Regions from separate parts of the Ovis aries genome. Here region 2 is linked to region 1. Evidence: chromatin contacts called from public Hi-C data. All regions are on one chromosome and are shown on one strand. The core of a region is the stretch at or near the end of the contact, and the rest is flanking DNA. Distances in the headings are between cores, read along the strand shown.

The links. A called contact is a pair of places that touch in the nucleus more often than the background predicts.
Region 2: a Hi-C map of hypothalamus shows a contact between it and region 1, with 4 times the contacts expected there. The contact joins the promoter of ISLR2 here to the enhancer-like site in region 1. A contact is called at or near these places in 4 of 16 Hi-C or Micro-C datasets (hypothalamus, skin fibroblasts and tail adipose tissue).

Annotation. Positions count from the first base shown.
Region 1 is chr18:32,041,697-32,048,855 of ARS-UI_Ramb_v3.0, reverse strand. No RefSeq gene overlaps it. Among named protein-coding and RNA genes, the nearest start is that of CCDC33, 18 kb to the right of the region's middle. Within about 2 kb of position 3,840, at least 9 of the 54 cell types and tissues checked have an H3K27ac peak or open chromatin away from gene starts, as enhancers often do. A contact at or near this core is called in hypothalamus, where this site is marked.
Region 2 is chr18:32,214,733-32,221,891 of ARS-UI_Ramb_v3.0, reverse strand. It overlaps ISLR2 (immunoglobulin superfamily containing leucine rich repeat 2), which reads left to right and starts at 4,005. Exons shown (of 3, transcript XM_027957206.2): 1 at 4,005-4,224; 2 at 7,132-7,159.

The sequences.
Region 1 (7,159 bases), core at 2,591-5,090:
GCCATGTAAAGACGTAAGGGACTCTCCAGGTAGAGAGAACAGCAGATGCAAAGGCCCTGAAGCGAGAAAGAGCTTCAGGCAGGGTTTTCCTTGTTGGAAGAAAGGCAAGGACAGTGTGGTTAGGGCGCAGTGAGCAGGAGGCAGGTGGTCGGAGGTAGACAGGGGCCAGGCATGCAGGCCTCCTGAGCCAAGAATAGGAGTGGCTTGGGGGTGTGGAATGGCACGGTTATGGTAGAAAAGTCACAGAGCCACGTCTCTGCACCTTCTCTCCACAAAGGCCGGAAAACTTGACACCAAACTACAGCAAAGGCCTGCCTGTCCTGGACCCCAAGATTTTAGATGAGAAGCTGGGTGTCATCCGTGAGTTCTGGTCCAAGGCCACGGTGAGCTGCATGATTGGGTCCATCACATCCACTTGGCAGGAAACAGAGGCCAAGTCTCAGGTGCCCAAAGTGTCCCGAGAAACGGTGAATGTCTCCCCTCTGAGCCAGGCTAGGAGGGCCAGAGTGGGGATTGGGCCTGGGGAAGGGGCTTGCCAGCCACCTGTGGGCTGTTCACTCCTAGGTGGCCAGTGGAGCTTCCCTTTAGGCTCCTTCTGTGTGTGAGTCGCCCTAAACGGGTGAATTCTTCATTTACCTAGTCTCTTTTCCTTTTGAATGGAACTCCCATTTGTGCTTCCCAGGTGGCGGAGTGGTAAAGAATCTGCTTGCAAGGCAGGAAACCTGGGTTTGATCCTTGGGTCAGGAAGATTCCCCTGGAGGAGGAAATGGCAACCCACTCCAGTATCCTTGCCTGGAAAATTCCATGGACAGAGGAGCCTGACGGGCTACAGTCCAGGGGGTTGCAAAGAGTCAGACACGACTGAGCACACACACACCAGGGATTTCTTCCCAAACAAACCCCTGCCACACTTGTAAGGCCGGGTTCCTTCCTCTGACTCAAGCTGCCATCAACACAGAACTTCCTTGGGAGCTCGCCCTCTGGGTAATGGGAAGCCCCTGAGAGTTTGAACTTTCGAAAGAGGAAACTGGGGCTCAGAGAAAAGGAGACTCTGTCTTGGGTCACAGAGTCTCTGCCCTTAGTCCCGGGAATTGGTCTGGCTTCCTGTTGACCAGACACTGGGAGAGGGATGGTGCAGGTGGCTGAAATGATGGCTTCCTTGGATGAGGGGTCATGGCCCAGTCCCAGCCCCAGCCCCTTGAGGCGGAAAGCTCCAGACTGGCCGCCGGAAAGACAGCACTGTCCAGGGCCCCCACTGAAGTCCTGCCCCAGCCACCATGGGTGAAATCACACGTGGCTTCTTCCCTTCTCCCCCAGAGCATCCCATGGGGAACACTGCTCTGGAAAACACTGAGGAAAGGCCCGAGCCGAGGCCACCGGCCCCTAGGGGAGCCCTGGGCCTCCTCTTCCCAGGACTTACCCCTCGCCACCGACAGCCTCCGCATCTTCCCCTGGCACTTCTGCCCCTTCCTGGAACACGTCCCATCAGACCAATAGGGAGGGAGCTGTCCACTGGGTGTGCCAGGATGCCCCCACGTGGAGTGCCCCTGCCCACCCCCAATGGCGCCCTCCCTGGAGACCCAGAGCACTCAGGCCATCTTCTACATTCACTCTTTTCACCTCTGCCCCCTGGGAAAGCGACTCTCAGGCCTGACCTGCCAGCCCACCCATCAGCTGGGTTGAAAATAAAGATTCAGGCCTGACTTTGGAGACTTTGGGTAGTGTGAATAATCCAATGCCTGCTGCCCCCACAGCCTGGCCTCGTGACACCCCTCTTGTGTCTCTGAGCAGAGGATGTGCAGGGGAGAAAGGAGGAGGGGAAACAGGGAAGAAAGGAAAAGGGAAGGCGCCACAGGAGGGGAAAGGCAGACTGGGAGGAAGGAGAAAGGCAAAGGCATTCCGTCCCTGGTCTCGCCCTGCAGAGACCTCACCCCTCCAGGGCACTCTCCTCCCCTCACCCCTCCAGCTCCGGGGGTCTCCTCGGGGATGCTGAGCCAGCCAAGCCTCTGTCATCACCCAGTGAGGCCCCGCTTACTGCTGGATGCAGACCTCACACTGTCCCAGGGAGTAGAACTGGGTGCTGGGCCAGTAGGACCAAGGAGGGAGCCGTATGGGCCCCACTCCGGGTACTGTGCATGGCAGCCCTCTCTGGTTTGGAGTCTGGTGAACATTTCTGCTTGGCAGAGGATCCGAGGTCTGAGTTGGAGTCAGTGGCTCTGGATTATTTGAGAGAAATTAGATAGAGATGGGGGCTTCCCAGGTGGTGCTAGTGGTAAAGAACTAGCGATATAGGAGACATAAGAGACACGGATTTAATCCGTGGAGTCAGGAAGATCCCCTGGCAGAAGAAATGGCAACCCACTTCAGTATTCTTGCCTGGGGAATCCCATGGACAGTGAAGCCTGGTAGTCTGTGGTCCATAGGCTCACAAAGAGTCGGACACGACTGAAGCAACTTAGCCCCCGTGCGCAAAGATAGAGATAATTTTAGTATGGTCTTTGTGTTTGGTTGGGGAGGGTATGACTTATTAATAGAAAGTGTTGGAATGAGCTGAGCTGGACTTCTCATACTGCATACAAAATGCATTGGTGTTAATGGCAATGATGGGGGTAAGAAGGTGAAAAAAAAATCAGAGCTGAGGGGAAAGGGCCTTTACATATAGGATGGATCCAATCGGTGGGCAAATTTAAACATTTTATTTATATATATATTTAATGTCCCCTAATACTTGAAGGATAATAACTTGGATAGTGGCCAGCTAGTCTTGACCCTCTCTAAAGCATTAAGCTGTGGAGATGAGTCCATATTGCACTTGAGAAGTCAAAGCTAGCCACCAGGAGGAACCCTTTTTGAGCGAGGGGTTGAATAAATATCATGACTGACAGGGGGTAGGGGGGGAAATAAGTGGCCCGAGGGCACTAAGGCAGGATGTGAGGAGGCTCTGAGTATGAACAAGGGGGCTCAGGGCTGCCCTGTACCCTGTCAGAGGTGTTGTGAGCTGGGCCTATATGGAGAACTAATTCCAGCGTGCCCTCTCTGGGTATCACCGCAGCACCCTCGTTGGTGGACTCAGTCCTCTATCCTCCCCCTTGCTGGGTATGTGGCAAGGTCTCAAGCACTGGCTTCTCGCCCTAGCTTCCTGTTGAATTCTGTACCCTCAGCCACCACCTTCCAGGACTTGAACTAAGAGCACTTTGGCTTCCTCATCTCTGAGCTCCAGGGCCCAGGGCAGACCTGGTTCCACACAGATGTAGGTAAATGCTTTGGGACCGTGTGAGAGAATTCCTAGCTGGACAAGGGCATCAGAAAGAACCTTAGAGAGAATATCCAGGACAGTCTCCTAATTTTGCAAAGGATGTCAGTGAGGAAGCCCAGCCGTGGGACGACCCTTGCCCGAGGCTTTCTGACTCCACCACCCCAGGGTGTCCTGCACACAGCTGAGTGAACAGCAGATGGCTGCAGAGGCCCACACATCCAGCCCTGGGCCCTTTGGCCACCCTGACGCCACTGGATCCCTCAGACACTCAGAGTACTCAGGCAACAGGCCTGCCTGTCTCTCTTTCCCATTCATCCTGTCCCAGGCCCAGCTTCCAGCCTATTCTATGCTAACTTTTGGCTCCATTCCCTTTACCCTCCAGCCCAGCCTCCGTCCTCCAGTGCATCATTGTTCTGTCTCTCTCTGTCTCTTATCAGCACAGATATACCATGCTGATTATTCCCACCTCTGCTTTGGTTGAGTCCGAGACTCAGCCCCCAGCTCCAGTTCCAAGCATTTAGCCAGAGCCTCGAAGGACCAGCGCAGGAGCCAGACAAGCATTCATGCAGCCAGCAGAGCCCAGGAACAAGGACTAGACCGTGGGTGGGTAGCAACTGTGCACAGCTCTGTGACAGGGCGCATGTAGCAATGGGTTCCATAGCAACCAAACAAAATTACACAGCAATCAGTGAGCCATGTGACCGAGAGACACAATGACAAGCTATAGGCCACGGCCAGGGGGCTGTGGAGCGTCGTTGCACAGCAATAGACCCAAGCCACACAATGATATCACACAGCCGGCGTAGAGGAAGGCACAGCCACGGAGCACGGCAGTGGGCAAAGACGGCAATGTGCACACTGTAGACACAGCCGCAGAATGTGGAAAGACACCTCACTGCACTAGCACACATCTGGGTGGCCGTGGCACCGTCACGGGTGTGTGACTCCTGGATATGCCGTCAGGGAGCGGTCAGCAGAAGCGGAGCCTGGCGGACAGCGGTGGGCTCACGATTGACTGTGTCCCTCGGCTCTCAGCCCCTATATCTGGACTAGGAGCCTCTCAGCACCACCTGATTCCAGGAGTCATTAATCTGTGTCTGGTCTTGAGCACACTCCCCAGAGCCCAGAAACGATTCTGCCACTGATTTCCTCCAGAGCCTAATAGGAAATTGAACATTTGCTGGAGAAAGGATCACCTTGGGAACAGAGAAGGGAGTGGAGGAGAACAGGGTCTGTGCCCCCTCTTCCAGGAGGATACCGCTGATGCTCCCTGCCGCCCTGGGCCTGCCTGTCCCAACCCCACACCCCTCTTCCCTTACTGGCCGTGCTTGCTCTAGTGAACCCTGGTGTGCCCTAGTGTGCCCTGGTGTGTCCTGGTGTGCCCTAGTGTGCCCTTGGATCTGCCTTCAGGGCAGTCAGTTCTGCCTCCCTTCATTCAAGACACCTGATTTTGACACAGGCTTTTCAAGTTCCATTCTGTCCAAGAGGTGCAAAGTGCCAGTCCTGAGTGGACCCACCCGGGTCAGGGCCTTTGTGAGTGTGACCTTGAGTCCAGAGTTAGTCCTGGGCAGAGCTAAAGAAAGCCTTCACCTCCCTTCTGAACAGCCTAGGGAGCCTTCTTTGGAAGAGGTAGGCTTTTGAGTGAGGGTGAAGAATGAGATATTAAGAGTCATCCCAGGGGACTTCCCTGCTGGTCCAGTGGCTAAGACTCTGAGTTCTCAATACAGGGGACCTCTGTTCAATTTCTAGTCAGAGAACTAGATCTCACATGTTACAACTAAGACCCACACAGACCAATAAATAAATAATTTTTTTAAAGCCATCCCAAACATGCTAACTCTCCAAATTCCAAACAACTTGTAAGCATTCCCTGCTCGCTCCCTAGACACCCTGAGCCCACCTCCTGCTGAGCCAAGCAATAGATGAGGGGCCCCAGGCAGCCTCCAGACAGAGCAATTCCACTCACTGGGGCTTGTAAAAAAAACCCTTGCCATTGCCCAGATTTCTGTTCCCCAGCAGCTCCAATAGCAATTTCTCTCACCAGCCAGGAAAAAAGAACTTGCCCCAGAGCCAGGTGCCCAGCCGTGTGCCCAACTGTGCAGGGGCCTGGAAGGTGGTGGCGGGGGGTAGGGTGGAAAGAGGCCCAGGCACCCAGCTCTGGGAGTTCCCAGCAGGTAGGAGGAGCAGGGTAGGTACACAGTAGCCGGGAAATATTTGCTCTTTCCTCTGTCTCTCTCCTCCAGTGCCCCCCCAAAGCATGCCCCCTCTGTTTCCTTCCCTCCCTCCTTTCCTCCACTGCTCAGAGGAGATTTGTGGCAGACCAGAGGGCCCTCATACCAGCAGATGAATGAATAATTGACGAGGGTTGTTTAAAGATTCAGTGGAGTTTTTCCAACCTCACCGCACTGGAATAACTCATTTCTTTCATTCTCTGTTTGAAAGCCTAACCCCCTCCCTTCATCTTTCCCCTTCCTGGTCCCCACATGCCTGCCCTGCTCCGAGCATCACACTTTTGTTTCTCTTCCTCTCTTGAGTCTGCTGAACCCTGAATGATCCCTTGATCTCCGCCTACCCCCGTTTCCTTTGTGTCCCCTTCCCCAGCTGTCCCCACCCCCATTTAACCTGGTAGGTTGACTTCAACTCCTCTAGACGTCATTTCCCCAAGACAAAGGGCCCCATTTCAAGGATGAGGTAAGGAAGGAAGGCAGCAGGCACTGTGGCTCCTCCCAGGTCACACAGCTGTGGAGGGGGCAGCTCGGGAGACCGAGGGCAGACCTCCCAGCCCAGGGACGGCTTCTTTCCCAGCCAGGCAGAGAGGGGTTGGCTCTGCTGTGCCTTCCCAGGGTGACTTGGAGCCCTTTGTGTCCCTGGACCTTGATTTCTCCCTCTGTAATTGAAGAGAACCACTTACCTGACTTGCCTGCCTCACCTGCCTCTCAGGGTCAAATGGAACTGGTGAGGGGCCATCAGAAAGGGCTGGCATGTAGCAGAGACACCTGTGAGCCTGGGCCTGCGAGTCTGCCTGGCATGGCCTTTATGGAGTCCAACCGTCCCTGTTTGCCCAAGACTGAGGGATCCCGGGACATAGGACTTGCAGAGCTAAACCTAAGTCCCAGGCAAATCGGGATGGGGTCATGGAGTGGGCTTTCCCCTGCCCCTGCCCCAGCCCTGCTGCTTTCACGGTAGTAGCCCCCTCAGCCCCCCACAGCCATAGGACATATACCCTCCACCTGTCAGCCCAGCGCCACACTGTGCCCCACACTCACAGCACTCCTCCTTGAAGTGACCTTGAACTCCCTTCCCTTCTCTGGGCCCCAGTCCCTTCCTTGTCTGCAGAGGAGGTTGGAGCAGATGTTCCAAAGCCCCCTGGGGTCCCTGGGCTGTGACTGGAGCCTTGGTCCTGCCCCCAGGCTCTGGCCTAGGAAGAGGACTGCAGACTGAAGTGAGGTTCTGCAACAACCTCGGCTCCCCGGGCACCGTGTGGTAGCAGGTGATGGGTCCTAGGTAGGAGGCAGCTGCCGACAGTGGTCCCCAAGTATGGACGCCACGCACATCAGTGGCAGCTAGCAGCAGGAACATCAGCTCAGGTTGTGAGCATCACAAGACCAAGAGCCTGGGGTCAGCCCCCAGAAACCAGAGTGACACAGAGCCCGCCCTGGGAGGCAGATTGCCCGGTCCTGAGAGTCGGAGCCCCACCCAGATCTTTGGTCCACAGGAGGAGGAAAGATGCAAGAGAGACAGATGGAGGCAGAGACAGAGAAAGCCTCTGGTGCCCCTCACAGCCTCCGTCAGATGGCCCTGACTGGTGCCTCCATGGACCACCAGCTGTGTTCCAGAAACATCACTGTCACCCCATCTCTCCTGCTCCAACACCCCAGTCTCTGCAGTTCAGCCTCCACTGCC
Region 2 (7,159 bases), core at 2,756-5,255, 170 kb before region 1:
TAAGGAGAGGCAATATCTCCAGTCTCTCTCTTCCGGGGCCTGCTACTGATAAGCATGTTACCCCAGCTTCTGCCAAAGCCCTCCAATGACGCTGAGGGACATGAGGCTCAAGTTGAAGCCCTGTGGAGAATGGGAGAAGAGACAGAAGAACCCAAGCCTGCCAACGTCATTGAACTACTGAATCAGCCAGCCCTGAAGCCAGACCTGCTTCCTGTTTGTGAGATGATGCACGTAATAGTTTAACACACTTTAAGATGGGCAGATACGCAGATGACACCACGCTTGTGGCAGAAAGTGAAGAGGAACTAAAAAGCCTCTTGATGAAAGTGAAAGAGGAGAGTGAAAAAGTTGGCTTAAAGCTCCACATTCAGAAAACGAAGATCATGGCATCTGGTCCCATCACTTCATGGGAAATAGATGGGGAAACAGTGGAAACAGTGTCAGACTTTATTTTGGGGGGCTCCAAAATCACTGCAGATGGTGATTGCAGCCATGAAATTAAAAGACGCTTACTCCTTGAAAGGAAAGTTATGACCAACCTAGATAGCATATTCAAAAGCAGAGACATTACTTTGCCAACAAAGGTCCATCTAGTCAAGGCTATGGTTTTTCCAGTAGTCACATATGGATGTGAGAGTTGGACTGTGAAGAAAGCTGAGTGCCGAAGAATTGATGCTTTTGAACTGTGGTGTTGGAGAAGACTCTTGAGAGTCCCTTGGACTGCAAGAAGATCCAACCAATCCATTCTAAAGGAGATCAGTCCTGGGTGTTCTTTGGAGGGAATGATGCTGAAGCTGAAACTCCAGTACTTTGGCCACCTCATGTGAAGAGTTGACTCATTGGAAAAGATTCTGATGCTGGGAGGGATTGGGGGCAGGAGGAGAAGGGGACGACAGAGGATGAGATGGCTGGATGGCATCACCGACTCGATGGGTGTGAGTTTGAGTGAACTCCGGGAGATGGTGATGGCCAGGGAGGCCTGGCATGCTGCAATTCATGGAGTCGCAAAGAGTCAGACATGACTGAGCAACTGAACTGAATGGAACTGAACTGAAGATGGGCATTCTGTTGTCTGCAGATGGAAGCATCATAAATTATTCCCTGGCCTCCCTGCCCCTGCTTCCCCCTGCCACGGAGAGACTGGCTGCCCAGGACTCCAGCTCTGGGGGTTCCAGTCATGTCTGGACTAGGTAGAATAGCTAAGCATGTTGCCCAGGCAGGCGTGTTGTGTCTTCCAGGTGGGAGTTTCCTATCTTTGGTGAGACAAGCACAGACTCAGATAATTACATGAGATGCCACTGGAAAAGCTGTCGTTAATTTTGATGGCAATAAAGCGCCTTGCCAGCAAGTTAAGCTAATTTCATGAAAGCACTGGGAGGAAGGTCATGAACTGGATTCCAGCTTATTAATAATGTCGAGCTTCATTTGAACCATTCAGGAAATTCCTCCCAGTTGCCTCCAGCAAACTGCCACAGGTTGCTACTTTCCTCTGAAATCAACAGTCTTCCCATATGCAAATGTGGATTTTTCTGTTTTTCCCTAGAAAATAATTAAAGTCACAGAGCCCAATAAATACTTAAACAGATTGTGGTTTTAATTAAAAACCTTTCTCCAAGCCTGCAGCTGCAGGTCTCTGTTCCCAAACAGGCATGCTGGTGACAGCTGCAAATATGAGAACCTGGGTTTAAGCATCTGAGATTAGAAGATTTTACAAATAATAATAATAGCAATTCTGATTTTTACCTATGCCATGGTGTGTGGGAGGTACAGGAGGAGTGAAGAGAGATTTTGGGGGGAGGGCCAAGGCCCTTCTTCCTATTGGAGAGAAGTACACAAGCATATAGGAGCATGCTCAGTGGCACATCTCATCATCCCTGTACCCAGTGCTATAGGATAATAATGATATTCATTCTAGCTATTGTTGGGAGGGGAGGAATAGCTCATTTCTGAGCACCACCTAAGTGCCAGTGTTTTGCATGCATTGACTCATTTAATCCTCACAGCAACCCAATAAAAAGTTATTCTTATTTATACCCTCCACTCCACTCCCCCCACTCCACACAGAGAGGTTAAGTAACTTGGCCAAGGTCACACAGTACATACATGGTGAAGTCAGATGATAGCACCTTCCCTCCTAACCACTATGTAGAGTGTGTATGAGGAGAAGGAGAGATGCAAGTTGGGACTGAAGCGTGTTAGTCGCTCAGTTGTGTCCAACTCTTTGTTGGACCCCAAGGACTGTAGCCCACCAGGCTTCTCTGTCCATGGAACTCTCCAGGCAAGAATACTGGAGTGGGTTGCCATGCATTCTCCAGGGGATCTTCCTGACGCAGGTCAGGGAGATTAAACCCAGGTCTCCTGCATTACCAGCAGATTCTTTATCATCTGAGCCAAGGTTGGGGACAGGCTGGGGGTGGTGGTGGTGTGACTTTATAAGCAAGGACTACAGAAGCTGAAAGGTGGGAAGCTGTGTGTTTAAGAGATTTTGGCTGGAGGGCAAGTGGGAAGGGTCTCCTGAATAGGCTGCTACGCTGCAGATACTTGATGCCCTTCTGGGTTCTGTCTTTCTTACTCTCAGAGACCCTTGTTCTTTCATTAAATCGCCTGCCTGTCACATTAAATACAAGGGCATGATTTCCAAGTCATTGTCTGCTAATTCCATCATCTCTGTGGTTTCTATTTCTGTTGACTTATTTTTTTCTCTTAGTTATGGGTCCTATATCCACCTTCTTTACATGTACAGTAAGTTTTGATTGGACACTGCCCATTATGGAAGTTTGGATTTTTGTTCTTTTCCTTTAAAAAGCATTGAGCTTTTCTTTAGGAAGGCAGTAAATAAATACAAGGGCGTGTTCACCTCTGCGTGCAGTTGCGGTGGAATGGTCTGCACAGTGTTATATGTCCCAAAAATTCCATCAAACGTCTACTACTTCCAACTCTGCAGTTTTCTATTTCCTTCTTAGAGCCTGAGAGAGATTTTCTTTTTCAGATACAGGCATTTTATAGGTCTGGCAAAATCAGAAGACCTAAGGTTGGCCTTCTAGGCGTGTGTGTGTGTTAGTTGTTAAGTCGTGTCCGACTCTTTGCGACCCATGGACTGTAGCCTACCAGGCTCCTCCATCCTTGGGATTTTTCCAGGCAAGGGTACTGGAGTGGGTTGCCATTCTCTTCTCCAGTCTAAGCCTGGGTACTGGACTCAAAGAGAAAGCACTTAGCCTGCACAGGGAAGGTAGGGGAGGAGTACAGGGTGGCTTCATCCCAGGAGAACTAAACTTCTTCGTTGCTCACCGAATATCCAGAGGGTGCCAATTGTGCCCTGGGCGTGGGAAACAGCGGGGTGCAAAGTGGGGACTGTGCCTGTGTTGTGCGGGGGGGGGGGGGCGAGGGGGCGGGTGAAGAGGCTGTGGATTCCTGGGACGTCCACTGAGTGGTGGGCATGGGGACGAAAGCTTTGGTGCTTGGGTTAGCATGTCCCACTTCGGAATGTCGCACCGCGGGATGCAGAACCGGGAGCCGCGCAGGCTTCGGTCCCGGCCCAGGTTCGAGCCTCAGAACCTCCCGGCCCAAGGTACCCCAGCCGCTGCCCCGCGCCTCTGAGCCTGGCAGGCGGTTTCCAGCAGGGGGCGCGCGCGAACCAGGGCTGGGCTCGAGCTTTGAATAGACAGAATCCGGGTAGCTTAGTGCCGGGATCCAGGGGGTCTCAAGTCACCCTACCCTCGGAACCGTGAGGGTCGGCAAGGTCACAGTTAAAAGTCCACAAAAAGCTGCCCAGAGCTCGAGTTACCCTCTCTGGGTTATCTAGGGTCGGCACCGCAGCCTGGTCCAAAAACCTTAGCCTAGATTCTGCAGATTTCAAACCTGGGCCGTTCACGCTGGCGTCTTGGAAACTTGTACCGCTTCTCTCCCCTATTTCCACGCACCTAATTAAGTGTCTGTTTCTTTAACCGTAAAAGACGTAGGCGGAGGTGGGGGTGGTATCTTCGCTCCCGGTTCTCCAGCCCTTCAGTAACTGTACCATCATCCACATTACCAACATTAGAGAGGCTGGCTCCTGCGCGCCTGGCGGCGCCGGTGGAGATACGCACAGCCTTCTCCAAGAGGAGCTCGGAGGCTGAGTCTGGAATCGTAGCTCCCAACCGAGACCTCGGCGGACTCTGCCCCGGGGCGACTCGGGCGCCAGCCCTGCCCGGGCGGGCACTGAACTCTTCAGGGTTCAAGGCGGGGGTAAGGGTTGTCTTTTCTCCCAAGGCAGGCTCGGGGAACAAAAGCGCTTGCAGGAGAGTGGGTGGGAGCTGCGAGGGTCCGCGGGAATTGACTCCCTCTCCTGGGTGGCTACTGCGCCCTTAGCCCCCCTCCAGGCGCCTGGAGCCCTGTCTCCCTGCCAAATTCCCCTGGCTTCTGCATCCCTGGCAAAAGAACAAGGAAGGGGGTCTTTCTTGGCTCGCGGGCCCCAGAGGTCCCCAGGTGGGGCGAGTCCCCGCGGTAGAGGGAAGTTCTTCTGCGGAAAGAGAGAGAGGTCATTTTTCCTTCCATTCCCCGGCTTCTATCTTTCAGTCCTCAACCCTTCCGAGTTACTCCATCCCTGCCTCCCCTTAAGCTTCCTAGCCCAAGGCAAAAAGAACCAAAACGGGGGGAGGGAGTGAAAACTGGTCCACAAGTCACCTGCTTCCAAGCCTGAGTCTAGGTCACTGCCTTTAAGCCAGGCACCCCTCCCCCTGCCAAAGAAAGTCTCCAGGACCCCCCATCCAGGACTCTATTCTCCAACCTGGCTGCAGGGCCCCGTCTCCCCAGATCCCTCTTATTCGACCAAGGCTCCTGAAATTGCCCTTCAAGATTCCCAAGACGCTCAGACTGTACATCCAGGAAACCTCCCTTGCTGTGCAGACAAAGAAGCTGTGCCAGGCCTGCTGGCCGGCGCCATTCCCCCACCTAGCCAGCCACCACCCCCCACTCACTCCTGAACTAGGGACCTGCTCCTGCTGCCCCTTACCCCTCCTCCCTCCTCGAAGACACCTTCTCCCTCTGGGTGCCCCCATCGCCTTCCCCGGAGGCGTCTGTAGGGGTTACAGACACAGGCAAGTGGAGTGAAGTTCAGGGTTCTGAATTCTGGGTTAATGAGATGCGCTGGTCCCATCAGGGCTGCCTGTAGCGACCGCAGGAATAGGCGAGAGGAAAGGATGCGGAGTATGCATGGAGCAGTCTGTTCATATTTAATTTACAAAGCCTCCTCGGAAACCCTGGTGGGGTGATCTCTTTAGATGCAGCCCTCCTCACCCGTCGCTCTCCCCCACCTACTCAGCTCATTAAAATGCTCGAATTCAAATAAGAAGATTGATCTCAGAAGCCCCAAACCGACCCACCTCCAGAGACCACCTTGGCCGGAGTGAGGGCTCAGGGGCCAAGAGCCCCCAGAGTGCTCAGTGTCTACGGGAAACCGAGGAACGGGGCTCTGCATGTTCACAGCCTGCAACCCCCTTTCCGATGCTGGTCAGCAACTCTGTCTCCAGGGCTGTCACGGGCACGGGGGGAACAGAAGTCGAGATCTATACAAATGCATGGACATCCCTGAGCCTCCAGTTTCTTGTCGCTAGAAGAAATGTCGGAGTTTCGCCAGAGACAGGAAGAGCATATATTCGAGTCTGCTGAGGCCGACTGTTGTGTGAGGGTGTGAGACAGTAGGGCGGTATCGGGGCTGCGGAGGCTGTCAGGGATAGTGTGTGTGTGTGTTGGGGGGGTGGGGTGGCTGATGGTGTGTTTGCTGGTTAGACCGTGAAGACGTTGGTGGGGGCGGAGGAGGGAGAGAGATGCTCAAGCTTTACATCCCCAACGCACAGTGCTCAAAAGGAGCAGACGTTTTGTAACCATGCCTCTCCATCCCACCGTCTGCTGCAGCCTCGGAGCCCCAAGCTAGCAAGACCAGAGGGCGAGGCGCTGGGGTTCGTGGGAGCGCAGGCTGGTACCCACGCGCCCTGCCACACTCGGCGATACGCACGGTCCCATACGCTGGGCGGTGGGCTTCAAGCGCTGGGTTAGCCACAAAAGACAAGACGTACGCAGTCCAGCTGAGGAGGCTGGGATGGGGCGGTGGTGGGCTGGGGAGGGGAGCGTCGCTTCTCCGCGCGCCCAGTAGGGCGGTGCGTTCTAGTCTACGGGTTGGGCTGTTGGGGGTGGGGAGGGGGCGGGGAAGACAGGGGCTTGTAGCTGCCCGGATCCAGGCAAAAATAGCAGGGAGGGTGAGGCGCTCTGCTAACACTATCAATTATGCATCGTGTTGAACGTGGCTTCGGGGAGGAGGCGGTTAGCAGCGAGGGTGCGGGAAGGAAGGGTCCGCGCGAGCCGGGCGGCGCGCGGCTCAGACAGTCCCGGGCGAGGTCCGTCGGCACCACCGCCTGCCTTTGCAGAAAGAGTTTTAAGGCAAAGACACGCCTCCCCCACTTCAGGCGTGCGCCTTTCCTTCCCCCAATTCCTCAAAGATGATTTGTCTCACGTGTTGCGGGGCGTAAAAGAGGCTCGCATTCAATTAGCAGCAAAGCTAACGGGCCCTGGCGGGACTCGGGCGTGAGGGTGAGTGCGCATGAATGTGTGTGCGTGCAGGCGGAGGGGAATGGTGAGTGTCCCGGGTGTGAACACTCACCGGCGAGTGAAAATGTGCGTGAACGTAGCGAGAGCTCAACACACTGGCGCGATTATTACATGATGATGGGTAATTCTAATATTGAGGAGCAACTGTGTGGACGGTGTGAGGGTCTGTGTCTGTGCCAACATGTTTGAACGGGGGGAGGAGGCTGCATAATTAAGAATAGTGATCATGCCTGCAGATGTGTAGAGGTAGGGGAAATGTGGGTTTGGGGAGTGCGGTGAACTAGAAAGAGCCAAGTCTAGGGCGGTGGGCGTGGGGGCGCCTCTTTGTGACCAGGGGAAGAATCTCTACGGCTTTAACAAATGTAGACGATGCGGGAGGTGGGAGAGGCTGCGCAAAGCCCCGCAGCCAGGGAGGACTCTTCAATCTGCAGCCGATGAGAGGTGCGGGGAGACAGATGCGAAAGAGAAAACTGAAGCGGGACCTCAGGGTCAGGGGAATCCACAACTTACCGGTCCCTTTCTCTGCCTCTCTACCATCTTCCCCCACAGTCGCAGCAACAGATGTGGGGAGCGCTCT